Linked DNA regions of Sminthopsis crassicaudata: region 2 is linked to region 1. A link is a contact called in public Hi-C data. All regions are on one chromosome and are shown on one strand. The core of a region is the stretch at or near the end of the contact, and the rest is flanking DNA. Distances in the headings are between cores, read along the strand shown.

The links. A called contact is a pair of places that touch in the nucleus more often than the background predicts.
Region 2: a Hi-C map of fibroblasts shows a contact between it and region 1, with 6 times the contacts expected there. The contact joins the promoter of IREB2 here to the promoter of SKIC8 in region 1. A contact is called at or near these places in 2 of 2 Hi-C or Micro-C datasets (fibroblasts and hippocampus).

Annotation. Positions count from the first base shown.
Region 1 is chr2:630,544,326-630,548,216 of ASM4859323v1, forward strand. It overlaps SKIC8 (SKI8 subunit of superkiller complex), which reads right to left and starts at 1,772. Exons shown (of 12, transcript XM_074296465.1): 1 at 1,663-1,772; 2 at 1,052-1,219; 3 at 761-809.
Region 2 is chr2:630,684,456-630,688,346 of ASM4859323v1, forward strand. IREB2 (iron responsive element binding protein 2) reads left to right here and starts at 2,080. Exons shown (of 22, transcript XM_074296467.1): 1 at 2,080-2,275. The coding sequence starts at 2,257.

The DNA of each region.
Region 1 (3,891 bases), core at 522-3,021:
AGAGAATGCTGTACTGTAAAAGAAGAGGAATCCCATTACACAGAGAAGAGCCGCCAAAGCGGGGCCTCGGTCAGCCCGCGCTCCCACAACCTCTTACCAGGGGTTCTCAAGCCCCGGCCCAGGCCCGGGTTAGGGCAAACGGGCTGCGGGCGGAGGCAGTGAGAGCCCTTGTTTTTACCACAGTCCGCCCTCCCACTCTGAGGGACAGCGACCTGGCCCCTAAGTAAAAAGTGTGAGGACCGCTGTCAGGCTTCTGAGGCCAAAGGAACAAAGGCCTGGGCCCGGAGGCACCTCGGAGCTTCTTCCCGCTTACTCCCCTCTGGCCCAAGAAAAGCTGGAGCAGCCCAGGGCCTGCGGGCATTCGGGATAGATACTCAAGCAAACACTTCCGATGGTAAAGCATCACCCTGCGCTTGGGGCCCGGAAGCACATTTGGGAAACCCCCAGTAAAAGACGGTGCCCGAGGGAAGAGGTCCTGGGGATAGCTCAGTGCCCAGTATATGCTCAGTGTGTCACTGTCACTGGCCGGCAGGACTCCTCCAGCCTTTTTGAGCCCTCCTCCGTGACCCCGTTTGGGGTTCGAGCCCTGGGAGGAGCTGCTATTCCTCCTCCAAGCCGCTTCACAGAGGAGGGGGGGGGGGAGCTGGCCGCCCCCCACCGCAAGATTACTCTGCACACGTGGTGGCCCCGGGGGGGCGGGGGTGTCACGGCGAGCAGAGGAGGGGGCTGGGCTTCGGGGCGGGGTCACACATCCCCTTACCTGGACGCTCATTTCTTCAGGCCAGGAGAATCAGCACAGGCGGACTGTTCTGAGAAAAGGAGGCGTTTTAGGGGCAGCGCGGGTGGAAGTTGCCCCTCTATCCCCTGGTCAAGCCCCTTCCTTGGTCCTATCCCCTAGTCCCTGGGCATGGAGCACTCTCCGGCGGGCGGGCAGCAGGGTCTGAGGCGGACTTCCCGCTCCCCGCTCTACCCTTTCCCTGACAGACGCCGCCCCCCAAGGGAGTAAGTCGCCCCTCTGCCGGGCCCCCAGGCTCCCCGGCCCCTGACTCACCAGCTCCGGGATTCCTCGCAGCGGTGCTCGGTTTAACCTCTTCCTTAGAGACAGCGGCGCCGGTTTATGACGTCGATCTGAGTACGGCGGCGCGCGCGCAGAGATGACGACGAGCCTCCGGGTGCGCGCCACGCGGCACTGTGGAGTCCGTTCGCTCCGGAATGGGCTCTGGAGGAAAGGAAAGAAGAGACGACCCTCAGGCCACGCCTCTTAGATTAAGGAGCAGAAGTGCCCGCCCTCCTCCCCGCCCCTCCAACTCCCCTCTCCCGGGGCTCTAAAGCAAGAGTCAGAGAGGGAGCGGCCCAGGCCCCACCTACTACGGCCAGGCCCCGCCTCTTTCTCAAGAGGCGAAGAGATAGCGAAAGAGGAGGAAAGCCTGGAACGGCTTTCAGGCCGCGCCCATTCGTCCTTACTCCGCCTCCGTTTGGGGGGCCCCGCCCCTCTCTCACACCACTTGGAAGGGGGGAAATAAACCCGGCTGAGGCAATGGGAGGAGCGAGAGCGTGAACTCAGCCACAGCGAAGTGCGGGGCCGCCGGGAGACAGTCCCGGGACCCGCCCTCGGGTTCCACCTGAAAAGGGAGGGCAAGGCCCTGACTTCTCCCCACGCACCGGGCGGTCAACTCAGCTTCTGGGAGCCCTAGGCCGCGACGTCCGACTGAAGCAGCCGAGTGTCTGCATGTGTGCTGGAAGCTTCTACGCCGAGAGTTCCTCAGCGAGCGCGACCAATGGGCAGTGCGCTGCCTCCCGGTGGGAGGGGCTTCAGCCCCCGCGTGGCCGGGCTCCGGCAGCAAAGTTCATTCCACCTGCGCTACTTGGATTTCACCCGCTTGCGGTCAATTTCGCCTTCTAGATATCAGTTTCACCTTTGCAGCTTCCCTTGTACCCGCCCCCGCCTCTCCTCGCCTGTCACCCGCATCATTGCGTTAGGCTTGGAGCCTGTCTCTCCACTCCTCCTCGAAAGGGCAGGTCTGACGGTCACTCTCCTACTCCATAAACTCCCGTGGCTCCCTACTGCCCGCAGACGCAAATACGCATTCTGTTCGACTTTCGAAGCCCTCCGCGACGTGCTCCCGCCCCCTTTCCATTTTCTACAGGAAGAGTGTCTCGTGGGACCCGAAGGCAGAGAGGGGGGATCTCGTGGTTCCGTTTTTAGTTATATTAAAGTCCATTTCACCCCCTCTCCACCCCCGACACAATGCCCTCTCCATGAGTCTCCTGGCTAGAGAGAGGGCTCCAAGGCCTGGCGGGAGATGCTAACAGGGCCCTTTATTCTAGCCCTTAGCGCTCTTGTTTGCACAGGTTAGTTTCAGGCGGGCGGGCGACCTGCACGGAGCACCGGCGCGGCTCAGCGGCTGGAGGTGCCCAGGCAGAGCGGCTCAGACTCACCCGGGGCCCGCGACCCAGCCTCTTGGTCTCCGCCTCAGCTTCCCAACTGTAAAATAAAGGATAGCAAATAAGATGATATTGATTACCATTAACGCTAATTAATGTTAGTGCCGAGCGCCAAGCATCGCGCTTGACCTAGTAGGCGCTCTGTAAAGTACACACGCATACATGTACTATTATCGTGCTGTTACTGTTGTTGTCTTTGCTTTTCTCTGTATCCCCAATACTTAGCCCAGTGCCCAGTGCCTGGCACACAGTAGGTGCTTAATAAATGCCTTTTTTTTTTTTTTTTTGGTTTAAAGATGCCAGTGAGGAGCCTGGCAGGTTTTAAGCTGATTGAGGCGAGGTACTTCCCCCAAGGAGACGCCAGGTGGCACCCTAGACCCAGGTCTGCACAGAGTCACGAAGCATTTCTAATCTGGTCTCGGACGCGTAACAGCTCCGCGAGCTCTATCAGCCTCCGTTTCCCCATCCATAAAGTGGGGATGATCACATAATCTATTTCATTTCAAGAACAAGACATGTTTAATATATGTAAATGACTGTAAAGTTTAAAGCTCTAAATTCATTTTTATTACTTTCCTCTCTAGACCTTGTGTTCCTCTTCTGTCTAATAAAGGAGCCTGCCTGGAGAGCTTCCAGGGACTGCATTCCACAGTGGAAAGAGTGATGGGTTGGAAGGCAGAAGCTCTGGATTCTAATCCTGACCGTACTTATCTACAGCTGATCTTGAGACCTCCCCATGTGTCCGGCCCTTCCTCATCTGTAAAATAGAGTGAGCGGACCCCTCCAACTCTGTGACCTATGACCCGAGATCCCGGGATCTCACCAGAGCCGGCAGTTTTCCGCCACTTGCCGCGTGGGGGTCTGATTGGGGAGATCCCTCCCGCGGGTGGATGAAACGATGGCGCTGGCAGCAGGAGCAATGTGGACTGAGGTCGGGCTCTCCTCTGGTGCCATAGGGTTAAGAAATCCATGTACAATAATAATAAGCCATACTGTGGAAGGCTCTACGATCTGTCCGGCAACGGCCTCCCCCCTCCTGAACCACTCGCTGAGCCAAGCTTTCCAGGTAGCCAGGCGCCACCCCCGTCGCTCTCGGCCTTCACGCTCTCCCTCCTCACCTTTTTCTGGTCTCCTCCGATACATCCCTAGAATGAAGGTCAAACAGCCTTGTCTTCAGGAGCAAAAGGGTTCCCAAACCAGCATGCCGGCAAGCCTCCGCCCCTAGGGCAGCAGGCTGCGAGGACAGCCCGCTCCAGGCGGCGGCCCAGGCTCACCCTCAAACCCCAAAGGCAGCCGAGGGCCCTCTCCCGTCCTTCCCCCCCACTGGTCACATCTCACGCGTCACTCCGACCCAACATCAGCCTCCCGGCGCAAGCATTTCATGAAAAAACGCTTGCAAAGAGAAAGCAGACCTAGCTTCAGACTTTGGGGAGGGGACTCTGTCTT
Region 2 (3,891 bases), core at 830-3,329, 140 kb after region 1:
CAGATTCAGAAAGGCGGTGGTCAGAAGTGAATTCGTGTATCATTTTGCTTGACTGTCCTATTACTAAAAAGTAACTTACTACAAATGCTTAGCTCTCGGCTAAAAAAAAAAAAAATCTCATGACATGAAATGTGCCCCATTTTGGTTCCGTGATTCCGGTAATACGCATTTCCTCTCCCCTCACACGCCACCTGTATTCCACCGGGTCTTTTCATTTGGAGTCCACAGCCTTTCAAACTTCCCCAAAGAAGATCTATCCCGGCCAGTAAAACTCAGTGCGGATTGCGGACACTTCATGCTAACCAGTCGGTTTTGTTAGTTGCAGTAGCCGTGAAAGTTCACCCCCTAGTGGTCAATCTTGTGGTGGCGTCACTAGATAAACTAAATAATCAGAAGTTCAATTTAGGTGTTTTTGCTGTTCTGGGGGAGGGGAGGAAAGTCAAAACCGACGGGCAGAGGAAGCTCATAAGCTAATAACAGGGACAACAAATAATTCCATTTTAGGCTTCAGTGAGAGGCAGTGTCCGTAACTTGGTCATGTGCCACGGCAGGTGTTAGGAAAGGTGGAGCGTGTTCAAAAGCTAATCCAGGAACAAATAGCCAAATTCCCGAGCTCCCAGGTCAAGGAGAGAATACTTCAAGCAGCCAGAAACAAACCCATTCGGATGGCATGAAGCCACAGGGAAAGGAGCTGAGGGCTTGGAATACGATATGCAGGAAAGCCACAGAGCTAGGGTTAGGTAACCGAGGAGCGGTAACCATGCCCGCGGGGGTGTTAGGAAAGGTAGAGCATGGTCCAAGGGAGGGACTAGAACCGTGGGGAAGCAGAGGCTTCTCTAGGAAGACTTAAGGAATCCCATGGGGAGAAGGAAGCTGTCCAAGGTATCACTCCCGGCCGCCTCCAATGCGGTCTCCGCATTCCCACTCTCCGAATCAGCTTTCCCATGGATACAGTTCTAACCCTCTAGATCCTTCTCCTCCTCGGCTCAGTTCGGCGGGACGACTTCCCATCCCGCGTGGCCCAACGCCGGGTCCGTGCAGGAGGTTCTGTCTACACCTGTTTCCCCATTCTCCCGGTTGCTGAAATGACGAATCGGTTCCAGGTGCACATTCCCATCCACGCGGGGCACTTCCCACCCGGAAGGGGCAGGCGTCCTTCCAGTTTTGTTTTTCCGCCCCCCCCCCCCAGAACAGCACGCACAAAGCAGGCTTGTGGTAAATGTCTCAGATTTGGGGGAGGGTCTCTCCCCTATTTCACCAGAATTGAGCTCAGCTAATGTGAGCAGGGAGCAAGAGCCGATGGGCGGGGTTTCTTATCTGGTTCTCGGACCCCTGCCCAGTCATCCTTTCTGTCTGGAACTAGAGACGCCCCCTTTCTTCGAGCCGACCCCTCCCCCCCTCAGGTCCTGGCTCCCACTGCCTCCAGGCCGAAATGACGACCCTCCCAGGGATATGAAGGCCTTTCCTAAGTTAGCAACGCCGCGCAGTGGGCTGCGCCTCCTAAGCCCGAGCTTTAGCCTGCACGGGGCCAAGTCCGCACTGCACCCCCTCCCATCTTCTCTCAGTGCCCCTCCCCCGGGCCAGCCAGTACCCACGGGGGTCAGCGAGTCCTCCCGCCCCTGCTTAGGGTTTTCTCGAGGACAGCCACAGTTTGGGGTTTGTCTGTTTTCCCAGCATTTAGCTCGGGGCCTGGCGCACAGAAGGCGCTTAATTAAGTGGCGGCCTTCGGCCTCCGAAGGGAGCTTGGGGGATGAGTAGGAGTCCCGTTACCGCTCCGCCCCTCAAGGCCGCCATTTCACCAGCTGAAAAGAGGCAGGGCCCCAGGTGGCAACGCCCTTAGCGGCCCCTGAGGGGATGGCAACTAGCCCGCCCCTACGGGGCACTGCCTTCGGCGCCGCCGGGGAGGGACGAGGGACTTCGCTACGGGTCGCTCCCGGAGCCACGCTTCCTCGAAAGAGCGCATGCGTGCTCGATCCCAGCCTCTTAGATCGCTCGCGAGATTACAGCCGCGGCACTTCTCGCGAGCTTTCCCCTCCTCCTTCGCTCGCCCGCTCGCTTCTCTTTCTTTGTTCCCACGTCTGGAGGGTCTCGCGGGAGCCTAGCGCGGGGGGGAGCGCGAGGGGGCCGTGGCCGTGGCTGTAGCCGTGGCGGCAGCTCTCGCGGTGTTTGCGCGGCCCTCCCCCTGCCCTCCGGGATCCCCCCTCCCCCCAGCTCCGCTCGCTTCCCCTCCCCGCAGGGAGAATATGGTCGCCGGCGATGGACACCCCCAGTGCAGGTCAGTCCGCGCCGGCCCCGGCCCCGGCCCCGCGTCCTTCGGCGGGCCCTGCCCGGCGCGGGCCCCGCCTCGAGCCGCCCCCGGGCCCCGGCCTCGGGCCGCGCTCCCCTCTGCGAGCCGGGCTGGGGCCGGAGTCATGTCCGTCTCCGGGCCCCGGGGCCTCGCAGGCCGCGCTGGGCCCGACTCTTCCTGCCCGGGCCGAGGACCCTCAGGGAGGTAACCCGGGCCTTGCCTTCGGGCGGCGCATAGGTCACCGAGCAAGCTCCGGTCTTCCTCCGCTCCTCCCCCTCCAAGCACTTAGACAGCACCGGGGGTTTGCCCGGACCTGCCTGCCCGGGGGAGGGGGGGAGTGCCCAGAGAGGAGCGACCTTCCTTCACCCCGCAGCCCGTGTTTGGGCCCTTCTTTATCTTGGGCCTCGGGGCACCAGGGGCATCTCGCCATCCTTAGCCCATTGAACAGATGGGGAAACTGAGACTGGGAGCAGCGCCCTCCTCCCCATTCCTCTGACTTCCTTGTTGCTCCCTGTGGAGGGTGAGCTTCCCTGGGCCCCTTGTCCCTGCACACAGTAGTCGATTAATAAATGCAGGTTCTGAATCGCCACCATGACAGCTCCCTCTGTCTCTTTTTCCAGCCACCAAAAAAGCGCCCCTTCATTTCGGGCCTTAGCCACACACACTAATTAAGCACCGACTGCTGCGGAGCGGGGTACCAGGAACAGCCCGCCCCGTCTGCGGCCTGCCCCCAGCATTCCTTAAGCCCTTGCGGCTTCCCCCCAAGGGCCCTCACCTACGAAGGCGGGGTCGTGCATGTAGTAGGCGCCTAATGTTGGTGGATCTGAACCTCTGCCCCCTTCAGTGGCTCCGGTGAGCCTCAGCCCTGGGCGGAGTGACCCAGCGGTGGGGGGTGGGGGTCCGGAGAGCCGAGCTCTGGCCTGGGGGATCGGGCTGGTCGGGGAGCATCCTCCGCACCGGTCTGGAGAAAGCTGCGGGTCCTGGGGCAGCTGGTGCGTCCTAGGAGGTGAGGTGGGCCAGGAGCACCGCCTGAGCGTGGGACCCCCGTGGTGGATGGGGGCTTGGGAGGACGGCTCTGTCCCGGGGAGTCCGGTACTGCCCTGGGGGCCACCCTGCGCTGGGTCTGTGGAAGGCTAAGGGGCCCGGGTGGGACCCCCACGGGCTGTCTGCCTGAGCTCTGGGGGGCCGCCCTGCGCTGGTCTGCAGGGGCCTGGGTGGGCCCCCCACGGGGCTGTCTGCCTGAGCTCGGGGGGCCGCCCTGGGGCCTGGGTGGGACCCCCACGGGGCTGTCTGCCTGAGCTCTGGGGGCCACCCTGGGGCCTGGGTGGGGACCCCCACGGGGCTGTCTGCCTGAGCTCTGGGGGCCGCCCTGGGGCCTGGGTGGGACCCCCACGGGGCTGTCTGCCTGAGCTCTGGGGGCCGCCCTGGGGCCTGGGTGGGGACCCCCACGGGGCTGTCTGCCTGAGCTCTGGGGGCCGCCCTGCGCTGGGCTGCAGGGGCCTGGGTACAGAACCCCCGAGCGGTGATGGTAGGTCAGGGGTCCCAGAGCCCCGGCCTGAGCTCTGGGGGAGGGGGCGTTGGCCTGTGCTGCCCCACTCCCCCGC